Linked DNA regions of Lactuca sativa: region 1 is linked to region 2. A link is a contact called in public Hi-C data. All regions are on one chromosome and are shown on one strand. The core of a region is the stretch at or near the end of the contact, and the rest is flanking DNA. Distances in the headings are between cores, read along the strand shown.

Region 1 (4,838 bases), core at 1,902-4,401, 370 kb before region 2:
CAAAATTATAAGTTGAATGTAATAAAATCAAAAAGAATATACCATATTCAAGTGTCGAAACCCGAAAAGAAAACTGCCAAAACCTCACCCCAAGCTTGAATTTGACCAAAAAGGTTGAGTCTTTGAGTCTCCGGTGAGAAACAAAAATTCTGAAATTTTTCGTCAAAAGGAGGGACGACGGCCAATTGCGGACCAAGGTTTTCCAGTGAGCTTTTTTCATCAAATTAACTACAAATAGGGATACACGAAAGTGTTTGGTGAAGACTGCCCCAAGAAATTTTGAATTTGGATGGAAGTTGGCGGAGATTTGGAGGTGTCCCGATTTTCCGACAAAGGGTATAAACATGGTGGTGGCGGCGATTGAAGGTTGTGGCAGCGCTGGTTGTGGTCACCAGTTGGTGGCGGTCATAGCATGTGTCGACTGGTGGTGGTGGTTAAGTTGAAGTCATCGGCGGTGCTGGTGATGATGGGGTAGAGTTGTATTCATCAGGAGGCATAAGGGGGTGGTTTAAGGAATGAATCCGATGGGTAGGGGTTATAAGGTGGGTCGGTTTTGGCTCGAGCCAGGTGGTTTGGATCTGAATCAGATATGGGTCGGAGTTATAAGGCTGGTGGGTCATACAAAAGGAAATGGCCATTTGTTCTTGGTCATGCACTGATCTACGAGGATATGAGGCAGTCCTGCAATCGCTTGCGAGGGCGGGTTATCAGTCTCGCAAAACCTATGCGGGTGAGGAACTGGCCGCACACAGACATTAGAAAGCACCACGATTTGGATCATTTTGAGCTCGGATATGTACGGGTGTGCCGCGGGTAGTGCAACTTTGCGCAGGTGAGGATCCTAGCCATGCAAATTGTAGATTTTTGACACTTTTTGCAATTTTTCGCTCAATAAATTCTAGTTTTCTTCCATACTTCACCAAAACCATTTCTAAACCTCAAGATGCATATTTTTTACTAACTTCAAGCCTAGAAACATCCAAACCTCAAGCGGATATTATTTATTCACAATGCATTTATTTAACGTCTTTGCCAATACATAGTCCCGCTTCCTTCAACCTTCTTAAATCATAGTTTCCAATGTTACGCTGTCGAACTCTCCCTTGTAAAAGCCTTCATAAAATGGTTTCAAACAGTGTCCATTCACTTTAAAGATTTTTTTCGTTTCTAAACTCTTGATTTCAACTTCAACATGATCAAACAGTTTTATAACAATAAAAGGTGTGTGCCATTGAGATCGCAATTTTCCCGGGAATAGCTTTAAACACAAATGACAAAGAAGAATTTTTTAAACTAGAACAAAGTACTTTTGGGTTATGTACTTGTCATGAAACTTCTTTTTCTTGTCTTTGTACTGTTTGAACCTTTTCATTATCTCCTTCTTGACCACTTCCATCATTAGAAGATTCAATCTTCTTTGACCCTCTCTCCTAGGTTTGTAATCATCTTCCATGAGAATCCTATGTGTGCATACATTAGGTCTTATCCCCTTGATATATGATATTTTCCACCCCATGGCCTCTTGTGATCATTCAAAACTTTAACCAATTAGACCTCTTCATAATCTTTCAATTAAGAGGAGATGATCACCGGAAGAGTCTCGTCGTTACCTAGATTATCATACTTCAAGTGGCTAGGTAAGACTTTCAATTCAAGTACGTGTGGGTGCATTATAGAAGGGGGCATATTGTTTGGTGAATAAGAAAAGGAAACTTGAGAGACATCTTTCTTTTTGACTTGTTGACTTCCAACATCTTCACAATCTCTTCAACTTTGGGTCCCAATGTATACATGTCTGACTTCTCCTTCAAACTCTCACAATCTAGACTCATGTTGAGTACCATCTTTAAAATATCCCCATGAGATAAATCAAACACATCTTGGGTTATTGTCTCAATCACATCAACCCTATACAATTGAGAAATGTTGTTAGGGTACCTCATTGCTTCAAAGATGTTGAAGTCAATGGTCTCTCCATCAAAATCCATAGTGATCTCCCCTTTATGGACATCAATGATCTTGTGAGCAGTCTCTATGAAAGGTCTTCCAAGTAGGATCATAGATGACATGGAAGGAGCCTTCTCTTCAAGCTCAATGACATAGAAGTCTGTGGGAAAGAAAAGTAGATTAACTTGCACTAGCACATCTTCCAACACCCCTCTTGGAAAAACACTTAACTTGTCCGCTAATTGAATGATTACTCCAGTTTCTTCCAAAGGTCCAACATTTAGAGATTGAAGAACAAAATATGGCATGACATTGATTGAGAACCAAAATCTAACGCGGCACTTTTAACATGCAAATCACTAATAGTGCGAGAGATATCATACATTCTCGAGTCCTTGCATTTGGGAGGTAACTTCTTTTGTATACCCGCCGACACATTTGCATTGACTTGAACCTTTTCATTCGCCTTGAATTTCCTCTTGTTGGTGCACAAATCTTTAAGAAATTTGGCATATCTTGGAATTTTCTTTAAGGCATCCAATAGTGGAATGTTCATTTAGACCTTGTGGAAAGTCTCAAGAAACTCTTTCTCTTCCTCATTTTTCTTTGAAGGGGCTAACCAGGAAAGAAAAAATGGAGGTATGATCAATAGCTTGATGGTCTTGTTGGAAGATTCAGGTTGATCAATGTTTGGAACATTTGGTTCCTTTGGAGGAACTACCACCGTAGGAGGTTAAAAAACCATAACATCATATTCTTCTTCTCTTGAAACTCTTTTGGGGTTGCTTTCTCCAAGTGTTTTCCCACTTTTCAAGGTTATTTCACTCACATTGGGATTCTTCTTGGTTTGATATGGAAGTTTACCTCTTTGTTCCATCTTGTTGAGAGTGGTGGCCAAGTCTCCAGTTTGTACTTGAATGTTGGAGAAGGTGTTCTTTGCCTCTTTTTGAAATTGGGTTTGGGTTTGAGCAAGAGAAGCAACAAGTTCTTGAAGACTCATTTGATGGTTACCACTTGATTGGACTTGTTGTTGAGGTTGTTGGTAATTTGGAGGGGGATAAGCTGTTTGTGGATATGGAGGTTTTTGGGAAGGATATTGTGGATATTGGGGTCTCATCATAATATTTTGTGGATTTTGCTTTGGTGGGTATGGGTTGTTTGGGTTATTCCTCCAATTTGGGTTGTATGTGTTTTGAAATCCCATGGGTCTTGGTTGACCTTGATATCCTCACATTGCATTAACATCCTCTGTTTCACTTCTAAGTGCGGGACACATATCCGTATAATGCCCCACGATTGCACAAATACCACAAACCATCAATTTTTGACCATTTCCCACTACCATTTGACTTAACACGTTAGTCAAATCAAAGAGCTTTGATTCTAACTGTTGGATGTTTCTAACTTCACCAACAACTTATGGGGAACTTCTCTTCATATCATTTCGAGTTCCAATGTTTCTTTCATTTTGATAAATGGTACCAAAAAGTGATCTTATTTATTGAGGTGTCTTGTTGAAGATGTCACCACCACTTAAAGCATCAATCATCCTTCGATCTTTTTCATTCATACCCTCATAAAATTGTTGAAGAAGTAATTGTTTGGGTATGTTCTGTAGAGGAAAACTTGTACACAAGTTTTTGAATCGCTCCCAAAAATCATGAAAAGTCTTATTCTCGCCTTGACGAATCCCTAAAATATCACTTCTTTGACTTGATATCCGAGAGGTAGAATAGAACTTGCTATTGAAGGCTTTGAGTAAATCTTCCCATGTGTGAATAGATCCTAGTGGTATGTTGAATAACCACTCTTTAGCTTTGATTCTAACTATTGGATGTTTCTAACTTCACCAACAACTTATGGGGAACTTCTCTTCATATCATTTCGAGTTCCAATGTTTCTTTCATTTTGATAAATGGTACCAAAAAGTGATCTTATTTATTGAGGTGTCTTGTTGAAGATGTCACCACCACTTGAAGCATCAATCATCCTTCGATCTTTTTCATTCATACCCTCATAAAATTGTTGAAGAAGTAATTGTTTGGGTATGTTCTGTAGAGGAAAACTTGTACACAAGTTTTTGAATCGCTCCCAAAAATCATGAAAAGTCTTATTCTCCCCTTGACGAATCCCTAAAATATCACTTCTTTGACTTGATATCCGAGAGGTAGAATAGAACTTGCTATTGAAGGCTTTGAGTAAATCTTCCCATGTGTGAATAGATCCTAGTGGTATGTTGAATAACCACTCTTTAGCTTTATCTTCCTAGGTGGGTGGGAATGCAGTTGGCTTGAAATCATCCAATGTCACATGTTCGGGAAACATGCTATTGAAAGGACTTCGAATGCCTTTGAGGATCTTCTCTATCCAAACCATGGAACTTGGTGAGTTGATGTATGAAACTTGACTTCAATTCAATTCCTCGATAGTTTGCGAGATAAACACTACCAAGAGGTGTGTAGGTGACATTCATCTCCATCATTTGTCTTAGTGTCAACTCTTGAGGGGAATGGGTGGATTGGGGTTATTAGGATATTGTTGCATGTAACTAGGAGGTTGTTGGTATGGTTGGTATGGGTGTTGGTGGTGGTTGTACATTTACGGTGGATAAGGTTGGTAGTTAGGACATTGGTTGTAAGGTGGTTGTTGTCAAAGGTACATTGGGTATTGGTACGTTGGAGGTTGTTGGTAATTGGGTTTTAGTTGTTGTTGTGCTTGTTGTTGTTGAACTTGAAAATCATTATTTTGAGGTTGGTTGATTTGGTGGAATTTTTGGTTTTGTGGTTGTGGTTGGTGATAACTAGGTGGATTTGGGTGAGGAGGTAGTTGATTCCAAGGTGGCATATCTATGAGAGGTTCTTAGTGTTGTTGTTGTTGTTGTTGTTGGGGTG
Region 2 (5,428 bases), core at 222-2,721:
AAAAATATTTTGTACGAATCGTCTCTTGTTAATTAGTTATACACTCGATAAGTCTAATTTGAAAATAGATAAATAATTAACTTAAAGTTTTATGTCATTAGTAGTGCATCATTCTATACTTGCTAACCAAGTAGAAACCCAAAATATTTAAGACGGAAAACTTTATTTATGTAAATAAAATTAATAAAATATAAGGTTGGAAGGAGTGACGTCACAAAAACCATACTCCCTCCTCTGACATGTAGGAGCCACATAAGTATCATATCATTTATAATTTTATACCACACAAAGTGTGGTTCTTTACCACACCTAGAGAGAGAGAGAGAGAGAGAGAGAGAGAGAGAGAGAGAGAGAGAGAGAGCATGGGTGGGGGGGGGGGGGGGGGGGGGTTCCCCTGTGGCACTAAGTGAGACCAAAACCACGGTCCATTCTTTTGAGCCTAATCGTTTTTTTCATAATAAGAACAACAATGTGTAATAGAAGTTTCTAGATTATTAAGAAACATGATAAGACACTAACTAGTAAAAGAGTAATTATTGACCCCAATGCGCATTAGCGATCGATGGAGACTCAACATGCCCCTACCTTTATGTTTGACACGTTTGATGTGTTAACAAAACCCATCATATGAGAGGATTAACAGATTCCAAACAGATCATGGATGTATGGATAGAAAGAAACTACACTATAAAAAGATCTATATTATTAATCACAAAAATATAAAGTATGATTTTAAGAAATATATTAAAATAATCAAACCTTTGGGTATTTGTTGTTTTGACCAGAGTTTCCAAAATAAATTTTTACCCGCATGTTATGCCATAATAGAATCGTATGGTAATATTAAAATAATCAAACCTTTATGTATAATATTTAATATTTGTTATTTTCTTACTTTTCAAATTTTTATTATGTGGATACGTAAAAACTCTAAATTTCAAAACCAGCCCAATGCAAATTGTTTTGTTAATAAAACGGGCACAATAACTCATCTCTATAATTCAATGTAACTTTCTAAACATATTGGACACAATTTCCTCGGTTTATATTGAATGTTTAACTAAAAATTAGTTCAAAATTTTAATAACGTGCCATTATTCCAGGCACCTGTTCTATTTTCAAGACTAGATTCATGCAGTTTGGTTGGGTGCCCCCGGTGCTTAATCCATTTTTAGCCAAAAAAATCAAATTAATAATATGAAAGAAAAAATATTTTTCACAAACAAATAAAAATGATAAGCTTATATTATAATAGATATATAAATATATAATAGATATATAAATAGATACAAATATATAACACATGTATCATATGTTTTAGTTACTTTAATAAAATTGCACACATAAAGAAGGGTGGAATATATTGGTCATGTAACAGTATAAAGTGTATTTGTATGTATGAAATGTTGGTCAAATTATGTGACATGCGTGGTTGTGTAGTACTATCATGTGGCAGCAACCCCGCGGAGAACACAAAATTACAATAAAGCCCCTCAAAATCTCATCCATCATCATCATAAATATCTCCCCAATTGCTCTTCTTCATCTTCCCAATCTTTGGAGAGAGAAACAGAAATCTTGCGAGAGAAAGAACTTGAGATAGAGAGAAATTAAAACATGCTACGATTCTTAAAATCTTTGTCGAGGACAGTGCATGAAGAGCGATATCAAGATCCAGAACCATCGAATGGCAGTGGTGATGATGGAAGCCACGGCGGCGATGATGATGGTGGTTGCGGGACGACGAGTTTAACGGTGTGGAGGAAGTCATTGTTCATAGGTTGTAGTGGGTTCACGGTAATAAACTCCGACGGTGACTTGGTATATAGAGTGGATAATTACGGCTGCCGCCGGCAACAAGAAGTCGTTCTCATGGATGCTTCCGGGAAACCCATGTTCACTGTTTCCCGTAGCAAGGTACTGTTACTTTTACAGATAAAGTTACTATATTTTACTTGTTATAATTGAAGTACGACATTTTCTTTGAAAAAATTCATTCAATTCTTTGGATCCCACATTTATGTTTCCTTTAAGTTCGCTCATAAACTACATACGAAATATATTTTATATACCTTACCTTGTCGACATATTTCTTATGCTTTGGAATATGTATTACCAGAAACTAAAGATAGTGTAGAATTTATAGGTATTCGAAGGTGAAATATTATCGAAGAAACAAAAACCAATATGTTGTGCAAGAAAACATGTTGATATTCTACGTCCGAAGGTAAAGATATTAGCTCAAGTTTATCCAACACCATATGATGAGAAGACAGGAGGGTATGTGATTGAGGGATCATACGTGAACAGATCATGCAAAGTTCTTGATGAATCAAGAAATGTATTGGCTGAGATTAGAAGGAAAGAAACTACCACAAAAGGTGTTTCTTTGGGGCTAGAAGTTTTCGTGTTGGTTGTAAATGGAGGGTTTGATTCTGGTTTAGCAATGGGTATAGTTTTGTTATTAGATCAAATGTCACTTTGACCATTGTAACAATATAATTAATATTGTGTGACATGTGAGATTTAGTAAATCCAGGTATCTAGTTGAATCAAGTTGAATCAGTAGCGAATCTAGAACAGCAAACAAAAAAATCAAGCTATGTAAAACATATATATGTTATGTGCCAAATCTGACTGAGAGGAGGAATCCATACATTTTTCATTGGAGGAACTACAAATTGTCGGACATGCAAGAATTTCATTTGGTATAGAATCTAGGCTATGTTAAAGATATTGTACGTCTCATATTTGACTGAGACCCCCCTCATACCGCATTTTATTGGTACTAGATCAACTCATGTATAAATTCGTATGTATAAATTATATCGTGATCTATCTTTTTCTGTCCTATGAGAATTGTAACACGGTACCTATTGCTTAATCATTAATCAAATATCGAAAAACCATGCCAACCTAAACATTATCATCAATTGTTGCATAATAATGGCAATGATTAATTAGGTAAGTTATCACATGTTGTATTAGCATTGTGTAAAACTCCGTTTGAACCGTTCATAAACATGGTTGTGACGTCTCTAATGTCCCAATCTTTTGTATTGGTATGTAAACTGTATGTTTAACTATTTCTCGAGTATCTAAATTACTATCAGTAATGATAAGTTAGTTTTGTTTGAGAAGCTAGTAATTTAGGAGAAACTTGTGTACCTAAGTCGAAATCACCAATTTGTAACATGATTAAGTAGGTAAGTAGATTAAAAATGAACATGTATCCGGTTTATATGTTCAAAAAACATTATTAAACTCACATTTGATGTTTAAAAACATCAATGAGCTCACATTTTTTTACACAATTTACCAATAAACCATTTTGTATGTATATTTAGTCACCTTCATTTTTCCGGTCATTTGATCATCTTATCCGGCTAACACAACTCCAATGAAGAAAGATAAAAGCATTTGTATGTTTACTTTTAAAAAATGTTGCAATGCGAACAATCATCTCATTTTTTTTAAATAAAAATGTTCTCACCTCTTCAATTAACTATCGTTAGCATCCCTCCTGCCATTACTTACATCTTTCCATGCTCCTCTCCTTTTCCTTATATTTTGCAAAACCCACCCTACCCCCACGTTCCTATCTCTCTCACTCTCTTTTAACTTTCTTCTTGAATCACACGACACAAGTAACCACCTCCATTCATAATTTTATATTAACTTCTTGGTGATGGCAATGAATGGTGGAGATGGGTGGTTATAATGTTGATAAAATATGGTGCTTTTTACAGAAGACGGATAGTGTTGGCGTGAGGTGGATGGTGGTGATGAGAGTAGATGGTGTAGATCGGAGAAGGTGACCGATATAATCATAAGTCGTGTACAAAATATTTAATGATAAATCGCATATAAAAAAACATTATCATGCAATACCCTATCAAAATGGAAGGTTTTGAAAAATTTAGATGAGTTTAATGATAAATCGTATAAAAAATTGTTAAAGATATACAAAAATGATAGTTCATTACCTTAAAATTTTATTTTAAAAAAATGTCTATTATGTTATTTCTCCTGTAAAAAAAATATAATATTTTTTATTTTGGTTGTGCAAAAGTTTACAGTATTTCATGTGTCCTTAACCTATTTTTTTTCCTTATTTCTTAACTAGGCGAACATTGGATAGCACAACTTAAAGTCTGTAATAAAACTTCTGATAAATATATTATGTTGAAAATGATTATATTAATGACGTTAACTATAAAATAATAATTGTTATACTAAATTGATCATCACGGGTCAGTAACCTCTACCCATGACTTGCATGTTGATAAAATTAAATATAAATATTGATTTTGTGTTACTTTTAACTATTCTTATGAATAATCAACTTAAAAGTTACTTGATCATTTTTTGAAATTTTGATCATGTTATCTAAAACATTAACACTTATCGATAAAGTTAGGGAATTCAAAATAAATGTCGATTTGGAATTATATTTAAATATTTAAACATTTTTTTATCTATTTTAAAAAATTGACTTTCATCATTTTCAATATTATTTGATATTTTAATTTAAGTCTGGGAATTAATGGCATATTCAAATTAACAAATTAAATATATTATATTGATAATTTAAAATGTTTACGACTAATATGATAGTATTTTATATATTTAATAACATACTTAATTTAATAAATTTAATAGATAAGGAAGAAAGTTGAAGGGTTATAAGGTTTCAAATAAATATAATGAAAAAGAATATAATTATTTATAGTATAGTATGATATACTGATATAATATGATTATTTATTATGGTATATTTATAATATAATACGATATGATCATATAATATATTTTTTATTGTATGATATAATCATATAAGGGTGATGTTCAATATAGAACCATAATTAACCAAGGAATTAATTTTTTTTTTCAACTTTTAGAACTTATTTTTTATCAAAAAAAAAAACTAAAAATATAGAAGTCATAATTTTTTATCTTTTTTCCAATGATATAAAATTCGATTTTTTTTTACGTCAAATTCACAATGTGAATCTTCGAAAATTCACAACGTGAATCCAAAAAATATTTTTCACATTCACAATATTAATATATGGATTCAGATATTTTTAGATTTTTTTTTCGATAAAGAATAAGCTCTAGAAATTGAAAAAAAAATGGTTCCTTGAAGAACCAATAATTATGGTTCTCTATTGAATTTTTCCCTAATCATATAATATAATTTTTTTTATTGTAGTATATTTATAATATAGTCATATAATGATATAATATATCATTCTATTGTGGTACATGATTTTTTTTTCTCTTTATGGTTTCCTTACCAAAAAAACATTTTGAATATTTGATCATAAAAGGAACATGTATAATCGTTAGGCCATGTAAAATTGGGCTACGAGTCCAAGATTCTCATGTATTCATGCACACATCCTATAAATTTATTCGTAAACAA

The links. A called contact is a pair of places that touch in the nucleus more often than the background predicts.
Region 1: a Hi-C map of seed shows a contact between it and region 2, with 4 times the contacts expected there. The contact joins the promoter of LOC128126782 here to the promoter of LOC111887503 in region 2. A contact is called at or near these places in 2 of 4 Hi-C or Micro-C datasets (leaf and seed).

What each region holds. Positions count from the first base shown.
Region 1 is chr6:45,635,701-45,640,538 of Lsat_Salinas_v11, reverse strand. It overlaps LOC128126782 (gamma-gliadin-like), which reads right to left and starts at 3,151. Exons shown (of 1, transcript XM_052764896.1): 1 at 2,681-3,151. The coding sequence starts at 3,151. The coding sequence ends at 2,681.
Region 2 is chr6:45,268,118-45,273,545 of Lsat_Salinas_v11, reverse strand. It overlaps LOC111887503 (protein LURP-one-related 17), which reads left to right and starts at 1,471. Exons shown (of 2, transcript XM_023883672.3): 1 at 1,471-1,917; 2 at 2,147-2,851. The coding sequence starts at 1,618. The coding sequence ends at 2,485.